2 separate regions of the Xenopus tropicalis genome follow, and region 2 is linked to region 1. Evidence: chromatin contacts called from public Hi-C data. All regions are on one chromosome and are shown on one strand. Each heading gives the region's core, a stretch centred on a gene start, on an enhancer-like site or on the middle of the called end of the contact. The rest is flanking DNA. Distances are from core to core; before and after follow the strand shown.

Region 1 (4,963 bases), core at 93-2,592:
CATCCTCCATTGCCCGTAAATTCAAGAGACATCGTTTTTTCCCTGCCAACACTTGGAGCATCTCTGAGCAATGTTTCCAGACTGCAGAACAAGGAAACAAAATTGTAAAGGTAAAGCTGAAAAGTTGAGGGGAGAGCAAACAAAAAAAAGACATGTTGGGGAAGAAGGGAGGATCAGTCCTGGTAATCTCCCAACCCTCAAAGTGCAACAATATCTGGCCCTTGCTCTCTAAAGCTGGCCATACTCGCACCGATACTATTGTACGAAACCTCGTTTCGTACGATATTCGGTGCGTGTATGGCATGTAGGCAAGTCGACTGATATCGCAGGAAGCTGCTGATATCGGTCAACTCGCCGATCGGCCAGGTTAGAAAATTTTGATAGGGTGCCATAGAAGGCGCCTGACCAAAATCTGCCGTCAGGGCTGAATCGGCAGAAGGAGGTAGAAATCCTATTGTTTCTACCTCCTTATCTGCTGTTTCAGCCCTGAACGGTGTGTGGCGGATCTGACGATGTTTCGTGCGACCATGTGGCCACCTTTAAGCTGCCCATTACAGGCTGATTAAATGTACACACTGCAGCCCACCAAACCAGACACCTTGAACGACCAATATCTGGCTTATGGAGTTCGACAACAGGGTTGTGTCTTTTTAAACAAACCCTAAACATACATGTATATAGAACAGCCCTGTCTGGATTCTATTGACCTACATGGGTTTGTGTCACTTGTACACATTGTCTCAGGACAATCATTTTATAGCTCGCAGTTAAAACCACTCACTGGGGATATTTAGCAAAGAGAAGCGAGTAAAGAAAAAGGACTGGAAGGTACTGAAATGCTTCTGTGCAATTAGTCTTCTTTTAAAAATCAGCAACACAGCTATGAACATAAACAGGCCCAGACTACTCCCCCCAGCAGCCCAATAAATAGTAACATGGCACCTTACAGCAGCCCCTCTGGCATTTGCCAGAACCCACAGATTGCCAGTCTGGGCCCAAGCAAAGACACGCTGGTTAATCCTGGGCAGAACAACACCGACCCAGTAGCCCACAGGTACCACTGATTAGTTTTTATGCAGTTACAGCAAAAGCAGCAACCTGATTGGCTGCCCTGGATTACTGTGCAAGTTTCCCCAGAGTTGCTACATAAGCCTCACAGCTCCGTCCCCCATAATATCAGTTAGCAGCTAAGGAGCAGCTATTAAGTAGCAGGACTGAGCAGTTTCATTCCCCCTTAGACTTCAGTCACCGCATGAAGCAACACCAGGCGCCAACCCGAGCTCGCTACGCCTTAAACCCTCGCCCACAAGTGCTGATAGGCTGACTCGCCATGACGACATGATTGCGCGACGCAGAACCCTCGCCCACAAGCGCTGATAGGCTGACTCGCCGTGACGACATGATTGCGCGCCGCAGAGCATGTCAGGTGACTGTCCCACGGTTCTGCGTGTGTGAGAATTCCCGCGGGTTCCTGGTAACATGTCTTCCCCGTCGCCGGAGCTTTTCAGCCCACTTCCCGCGGCCACAACGAGTGACTTGGTTGAAGCAGAGGAAGTAGTGAAGGTGAGAGCCGTGCACCTTCCCTCGCTGGTGTGTTCTGTGTTCCCAGCATGCACAGCGGTGTTATACAGCCGCAGGGATATAATCATTTATTAACTTGTGATGTCACTTGTGTATGTTATACATCTGTTGTGTTTCATTTAGCCTTAGCTACACAGTCTGCTGCTTCGCTCTCACAGTTGGCAGGGCTGCTGCTATACATGCCCCAGTGGGCCCTTAGGGGAGGCTCCTGTTACCATTGTCACCTACCTATAGTATATTCCCCAGGGATGTACCATTGTCACCTACCTATAGTATATTCCCCAGGGATGTACCATTGTCACCTACCTATAGTATATTCCCCAGGGATGTACCATTGTCACCTACCTATAGTATATTCCCCAGGGATGTACCATTGTCACCTACCTATAGTATATTCCCCAGGGATGTACCATTGTCACCTACCTATAGTATATTCCCCAGGGATGTACCATTGTCACCTACCTATAGTATATTCCCCAGGGATGTACCATTGTCACCTACCTATAGTATATTCCCCAGGGATGTACCATTGTCACCTACCTATAGTATATTCCCCAGGGATGTACCATTGTCACCTACCTATAGTATATTCCCCAGGGATGTACCATTGTCACCTACCTATAGTATATTCCCCAGGGATGTACCATTGTCACCTACCTATAGTATATTCCCCAGGGATGTACCATTGTCACCTACCTATAGTATATTCCCCAGGGATGTACCATTGTCACCTACCTATAGTATATTCCCCAGGAATGTACCATTGTCACCTACCTATAGTATATTCCCCAGGGATGTACCATTGTCACCTACCTATAGTATATTCCCCAGGGATGTACCATTGTCACCTACCTATAGTATATTCCCCAGGGATGTACATCCTGCAGTCCTATAGCTCTTGTTCAGCTGTTTTGCCTTTACTCATAGTTTGTTAGAGTCGTTCTGAGTGTTGTAATTCAGCAAGAACCTAATGGTTGCAGCTAAAATTACTTGTAATTCCCTTTACCTGCTATTAAAACACACACTTAGAGAATGTGAAGTCCATTTTTTTCTTCCATGCATTTAACCTGTACGTTAACTTTTAGCATGTTGAATGGCATATTCTCAGCAACATTTCATTTCATTTGGTCTTCTTTTTTTTTTTTTTTATAGAGTTATTTTCTTTCCCCTTCTGCTCTCAGCTCTCAAATGGGGGTCACTGACCCCTGCAGCTGAAAATCATTTGCTTTCAGTCCCCCTGTGATTCATATTTAAGCCACTGACTGGTTGCTATGGTAAAACTACCCTAGCAACTAGATAGTGGTTGAAATTCCAAGCTAGAAAGCTGCTAAACATATATTCAAAACACTCAAACACTTTACCCAGGATCACACAGTTCTAATAAATCAAGAGGTGCTGTTTTTTTCGGGTGTTAGATGTTTGCTAGGACTGTTCATGCAATCGTGAACAATGTGGTATTTTGCCTTGTGTGTAGTGATACAGTGAAACCAGGAATTACCCTTGCCTTACTATAATGCACAGCAAGCAGTGCAGGATACAGGCCCAAAGAAAGCTTAATTCTTTGTGTTCTTTTGCAGATGAAAACAGAAATTCAGCATGAAGAAATTAAGATACCGACTAAAAGTATGTTCATTTTACTCTTTTCCCACAACAATATGTTCCACCGGGATATCTGTGGCTTTTGCATTATTGCTTCTAAATATATAATACGCAAGAGAATATCACAAGAGTATCCTGTAAATGATATCCTTATAAACAGTGCTTAGTGATGTCATCAGTTATAAATGGTTCTTAGTGATGTAACTCACTGAAACTTGTGTATTATAATAAGCGATTACATTTTTCTAGAATCTTTCTTTGCGGGCTGTTCACATTTTTATAATCACTGCAAACGTGCTTATTTTGGCAGCTGTGACACATAGACAGTCCATCTTTTGCTAACAAGTGACGGTCTCTCCTCTCATTTGTCCTAATAGCAGCTCAGTAAGCCTGGGTGCCACCTCTAAAGGTTTGATATTTAATGGAGACCTAAAGAAAGGCTCTTTATAGCAATAATGCTCCCAGTCTTTAAGGTTATGTACAGGAGCTCTCCATCTTGTATTTTTTTTTTTTTTTTTTTAGAAGTGTCGCTGCACATGCTCAGTAAGGTCTGGGCAGCTGTTGAAAAGCTAAGCTTAGGGGCTGTAGCAAATTATCAAGCAGAAAATGAGGCTGGCCGGTTATAGAAGCTGATGCTACAGGGCTGATTCATTGTTGTTGCCGTGTAATCTGAATCTAAATCAATAACTAATCAGCTTTGTATTGTGACATTTATAAGTTGCCCAACTTTGGAGGCACAGATCTTCCCTGCTAAAGGGCTGTTGTTGCCTTTGGCTAGATAGAGAGAAACACAAGGAAAATAATAATCACATCTAACTTAGGTTATTTGAATGTTTCCTTTGGAACTCTGTCTGGTCAGGCACATTCTCAGTAATAAGCAGAGACATTGAAAAATGCATTTAATTAGTTAACTGTAAATAATGAATCCAATGAGCTGATACTTGCTGAACTTGGGTACCTTCCACTGGTTTTTCTATGTTGGTATCTCAGTGGGTTAAAAAGGTTTGGAAGCAAATTCATTGTTTTACTTCTCAACCTAAAGGTGCCCATACACGTTAAGATCCGCTCGCTTGGCGAGGTCGCCAAGGAGGCGGATCTTCTCCCGATATCCCCACCTACGGGTGGGCGATATTGGGAAAATGTAGGCCAAACGATCAAATTTGAACGGCGGCAATGGCACAGTCAGTTTGGGGACCACATCAACGTGCCGATATGGTCCCTGATCTGACTAAATCTTTTAAGCTGCCTGATCGATATCTGGCCAATTTCAGGCCAGATATCGGTTGGCTATGGCCGTCATTTCTGCCCCTACACGGGCCAATAAGCTGCTCAATCGGTCCAAGGAACCGATATTGGCAGCTACAATCGGCCCGTGTATGGCCACCTTAAGTTGTTAAACAGAGGTCTCCATTTTATATAAGCTACACTGTGGCCAGTAGTATATGGACACCTGCCTGTCCAATATCATTCTCCAAAACCAAGGGTGTTACTATGATATTGGTCCTCTTCGTTGGTCACATGTGGAAAGGCTTTAGTCTAGATGTGGTAGCCTAAAGCTACAGTGTCTTCATGTTTTTTAAAATCCTCTCCTTTTGCCTACTTCAGAGTCGCTGAAATTGCCGAGGCCTCGCTTTGACGTCTCATTGTTCTACCTGACTCGGAAGTTTGTGGACATAATCAAAGCTGCTCCGGAGGGTGTTGTGGATCTAAATGATGTTGCTAATACGTTGGGGGTGCGGAAAAGGAGAGTATATGACATTACCAATGTACTTGATGGGATCAA
Region 2 (5,040 bases), core at 2,119-4,618, 180 kb before region 1:
GGAGAGCCAAGGGTGTGCGGAAAGGGTCTCTGTTTTGCATTCTCCCCAAATGTCAGGCTAAGCCTCTGGCTCATTGGGGACCCCAGGGGTACAGTGAGGCAGTTTGAGAAGTAACAGCCACAGCTATTAAATCTTATGTAACAATATATTCAATGTATATACCCCCCAATGTATGTAGCTCAGTGACACAGAGGTTTATGAGTTTGGCATCATCTGTGTAAATGATAAATCCACACGGGGTAATCTGCTCACCAGTTTCTATTTAGGGCTGTGGATAGTCATGAAGCATAAAAACACTGACAGATGGCGGCTGCTACATTGTATAACCTAAGACAGAGCCAGGCTAATGGGAAGGAGGCACCGTTCTGCCACAGAGCGACAGAGTCTCCCTAACTTATACATGTGGCACCCCACAACTGAATGAACCCACACCTCTACTATAGACAGACCTGGCCGGATGCTGTGTGAGCTGATCAGTCAGATAAGCACAATTTGGCCACTTACATGCACGGACTGGGCCACACATCCAAGCTTAATATCCATAGACACAGATATTTTTTTAGGTTTACATCCCCTTTACCCAGGAAGCCTTAGAAGCAAGACTGCCCTGGTTAAACTGTATCACTCCACTTACTATACATGGATCTGGGTTTATTTCTGAATGGCGCTGCAGATGCAGTAAATGGATAAGGAGGCAGGGAGTTGCCCCAGAGGCTGTTACATTCTTTTCCTTTCACCTCTGTTCCCCTTTGTTCCCAGCAGTGAAGCAGAGTCACCTGCCTGTGTGTGAGAAGCCAAACGCCTCCCTGTCCTTCACCTTCCCCATTCAGGGCTCCGACGCAATCACGCTCACAGCACGTACCGTGCCTTTAAAAGAAAACACTCAAGCGTAAGAAAGAAGCTGCAGCGCCCCCTCCTCCTCCTCCTCTGAAGGAAATAGTAACAGATCCGCCAGTTCCCTCTCACTGTGCCAGCATAGCTATTTAAAGGGAAAGGCTTATGGGAAATAGAATACCTGCAATCAGAGAGTTTCTCAGCGGCATTCCCCCCCCCCCCCCCCCCCACAGTGCCTACTTAGCATTTGCCAGTCACCTACCTGCCCACCTATCTACACTGCAGTCTAAGCGTTGCTCAGTCATCTACCCAACTACAGTGCACCCTTAGCATTGCCCATCCACCTACACACCACGAAGCCTTAGCATTGGCCAGCCACCTACTATCATGATGCATTTTAGCATTGGCCAGCCACCTACATACCATGAAGCCTTAGCATTGGCCAGCCACCTACTATCATGATGCATTTTAGCATTGGCAAGCCACCTACATACCATGAAGCCTTAGCATTGGCCAGCAACCTACTATCATGATGCATTTTAGCATTGGCCAGCCACCTACATACCATGAAGCCTTAGCATTGGCCAGCCACCTACTATCATGATGCATTTTAGCATTGGCCATCCACTACATGCCATGAAGCCTTAGCATTGGCCAGCCACCTACTATCATGATGCATTTTAGCGTTGGCCAGCCACCTACTATCATGATGCATTTTAGCTTTGGCCAGCCACCTACATTCCATGAAGCTTTAGCATTGGCCAGCCACCAATGTATAATGATGCATTTTAGTGTTGGCCAGCCAGCTAATTACCTCCAGTTTAGCCTAGCATTGCCTAGCCAATTATGTACCTACAGTGCAGTCTTAGCACTGCCTGGGTATCCACCCACCTACTGTGCTAAAATGCTGACTTAGCATTGGCCAGCTGCCTACCTAACCACAATCTACAGTTCAGTAATGGCCAGCCAGCTACCTACTTAATGTTTAGACTTAGCATTGCCTATCCAACTCTCTGCCTACAGTGCAGCTTTAGCACTGCCCAGCCATATACCCACCAACAGGGCACTGGCCAGCGACCTACCTATTTGCAGTGTAGTCTTAGATCTATCCTACCACCCACCCAGGTCTGGACTGGGATTTGAATAGCCCCCAGAATCCAATCTTAAAGCAGCCCCCCGGGCATTGGCCTGAACCCACAGATTGCCAGTCCGGGCCTGTAATCTGGGCCTGGTTTTTGATGCCCAATTTTGAAAGGGAACAAAAATCACAACTAGCAGAGCTCCCATATGCCATTTAGGCATTGGATTTCAAGGAGGGCTTCACTGCAACTCATCAACTGTTACTGGACTACGAATCCCAGAGTCCTCCAACAGCATCTGGCTGTTCCTGCATAGTTTGTAATGAAACAGGTAGAGGGTCTCCCCACTCTGTATGTACTACTCATTGTTCTGTTTGCCCTGACTGCATGTAAATAACATACTCCATTTGTTTGCTGTTTGTGCCAAGCCAGTCAGCTTATTTCCATAAAGACACATGAATGAAAAAGGCAGTATATACACACACATAAACATGTCATAACCCAACCAACGGCTGCTGTTTGTTAAACTACAACTCCCAGGATCCCCTGAAAGCTTTTATAGCTCAACAGCAGTCATAAGAGCACAGATTTGACAGCCATGTACCCTAAACATTAATATATGCTGTACCTACCTACATACAGCTGCCTATTCCATTAGTATTATTTATGCTACTGATGTTAATGGCCCTGTCTGCTGTTTCACTACAATTCCCAGCATCCCCCAATAGCATATGTCCTCCAACAGCAGGGGGGCTACAAAAACCTCTGAGCTAAAACCATTTAGATAGGGACAGACAATGATGATAGATAGATGATATAGATAGATGATAGATAGATAGATAGATAGATAGATGATAGATAGAGCTGCCAATCCTACATGATAGTCATTGATAGCCAATGGCCATATCGTTTAACTACAAATCCCAGAATCCCCTGACAGCACAACAGCTGGAGGGGTACACACATTTCTCTGCTAAACAAACACAAAACATGAGCTAAATACATTTATCTGACAGCGGTCAGGGTATTAGGGTGGCCAATGGATTGCCCATTGGATTTTGTACTAATATTGCATTTAAAGGCATATTAACATTAGACAGGTAATGCAGACAAGGGCCCTGTTACTTACTGACAGTGTCGGTGGGTAGGGAGCCCCTAGCAGTCCCTCAGCAGATGCCCGGAGTGTAAGTGAGAGCGGTGCCGCTCAGTTGCAGAGAGTGGGCTGGGGGGGGGGCAGTGACACGCACAGTGACAGACAGCAGCCGACACATCAGCAGCAGCAGCTCCCATAGCCCGGGCTGAGCGCCGCTAAGCACATCCCACTCTGCCCGGCTGCTGCAGGGATCATTCAGTCCCTATGCACCCCCTACCCGCCAGCCTTACTCCCACATAGCGCCTTCCCCCGGCAGTGCCCCTTTTTGCGTAAGGAAGTGGTTTGTCCCTCCCGCAACCATGCTGGATCTTATTTGTGATTGAGTCTTAGGGAGGAGGCTGAGGTGATCAGGCCAGCCAATCAAGAAGCTGCATTTTCTCAGCCCAATGCTGGTTATGACTGGTGTGATTAATGAGTGTGCTTCTAGGGAAATAGTGCAGAGCAGTGGTGGGGTTAGGGGGAAAGGGTGCCTATGGGGACATAGTGCAGAGCAGTGGTGGGGTTAGGGGGAAAGGGCGCCTATGGGGACATAGTGCAGAGCAGTGGTGGGGATAGGGGGAAAGGGCGCCTATGGGGACATAGTGCAGAGCAGTGGTGGGGTTAGGGGGAAAGGGCGCCTATGGGGAGATAGTGCAGAGCAGTGGTGGGGTTAGGGGGAAAGGGCGCCTATGGGGACATAGTGCAGAGCAGTGGTGGGGTTAGGGGGAGAGGGCGCCTATGGGGAGATAGTGCAGAGCAGTGGTGGGGTTAGGGGGAAAGGGCGCCTATGGGGACATAGTGCAGAGCAGTGGTGGGGTTAGGGGGAGAGGGTGCCTATGGGGACATAGTGCAGAGCAGTGGTGGGGATAGGGGGAAAGGGCGCCTATGGGGACATAGTGCAGAGCAGTGGTGGGGTTAGGGGGAGAGGGCGCCTATGGGGACATAGTGCAGAGCAGTGGTGGGGATAGGGGGAAAGGGCGCCTATGGGGACATAGTGCAGAGCAGTGGTGGGGATAGGGGGAAAGGGCGCCTATGGGGACATAGTGCAGAGCAGTGGTGGGGTTAGGGGGAAAGGGCGCCTATGGGGACATAGTGCAGAGCAGTGGTGGGGTTAGGGGGAGAGGGCGCCTATGGGGAGATAGTGCAGAGCAGTGGTGGGGTTAGGGGGAAAGGGCGCCTATGGGGAGATAGTGCAGAGCAGTGGTGGGGTTAGGGGGAAAGGGCGCCTATGGGGAGATAGTGCAGAGCAGTGGTGGGGTTAGGGGGAGAGGGCGCCTATGGGGAGATAGTGCAGAGCAGTGGTGGGGTTAGGGGGAAAGGGCGCCTATGGGGAGATAGTGCAGAGCAGTGGTGGGGTTAGGGGGAAAGGGCGCCTATGGGGAGATAGTGCAGAGCAGTGGTGGGGTTAGGGGGAGAGGACGCCTATGGGGACATAGTGCAGAGCAGTGGTGGGGTTAGGGGGAGAGGGCGCCTATGGGGAGATAGTGCAGAGCAGTGGTGGGGTTAGGGGGAAAGGGCGCCTATGGGGACATAGTGCAGAGCAGTGGTGGGGTTAGGGGGAAAGGGCGCCTATGGGGACATAGTGCAAAGCAGTGGTGGGGTTAGGGGGAAAGGGCGCCTATGGGGACATAGTGCAGAGCAGTGGTGGGGTTAGGGGGAGAGGGTGCCTATGGGGACATAGTGCAGAGCAGTGGTGGGGTTAGGGGGAAAGGGTGCCTATGGGGACATAGTGCAGAGCAGTGGTGGGGTTAGGGGAAAAGGGTGCCTATGGGGACATAGTGCAGAGCAGTGGTGGGGTTAGGGGGAAAGGGCGCCTATGGGGACATAGTGCAGAGCAGTGGTGGGGTTAGGGGGAAAGGGCGCCTATGGGGACATAGTGCACAATAGTAGTAGGATTTGGGGATTTGCTATAGTAATAGTGCCCAATACTGGTAGGTTGGGGGGCAGAGTATGTGCTACTGTAATAGTGCCCAATACTGGTAGGTTGGGGGGCAG

Evidence for each region. A called contact is a pair of places that touch in the nucleus more often than the background predicts.
Region 2: a contact with region 1 is called in a Hi-C map of tailbud embryo, with 2.8 times the contacts expected there. The contact joins the promoter of lpin1 here to the promoter of e2f6 in region 1. A contact is called at or near these places in 3 of 5 Hi-C or Micro-C datasets (gastrula embryo, neurula embryo and tailbud embryo).

What each region holds. Positions count from the first base shown.
Region 1 is chr5:138,934,493-138,939,455 of UCB_Xtro_10.0, reverse strand. It overlaps e2f6 (transcription factor E2F6), which reads left to right and starts at 1,342. Exons shown (of 7, transcript XM_002942183.5): 1 at 1,342-1,563; 2 at 3,159-3,204; 3 at 4,786-4,963. The coding sequence starts at 1,480.
Region 2 is chr5:139,121,410-139,126,449 of UCB_Xtro_10.0, reverse strand. It overlaps lpin1 (lipin 1), which reads right to left and starts at 3,368. Exons shown (of 20, transcript NM_001079027.1): 1 at 3,043-3,368.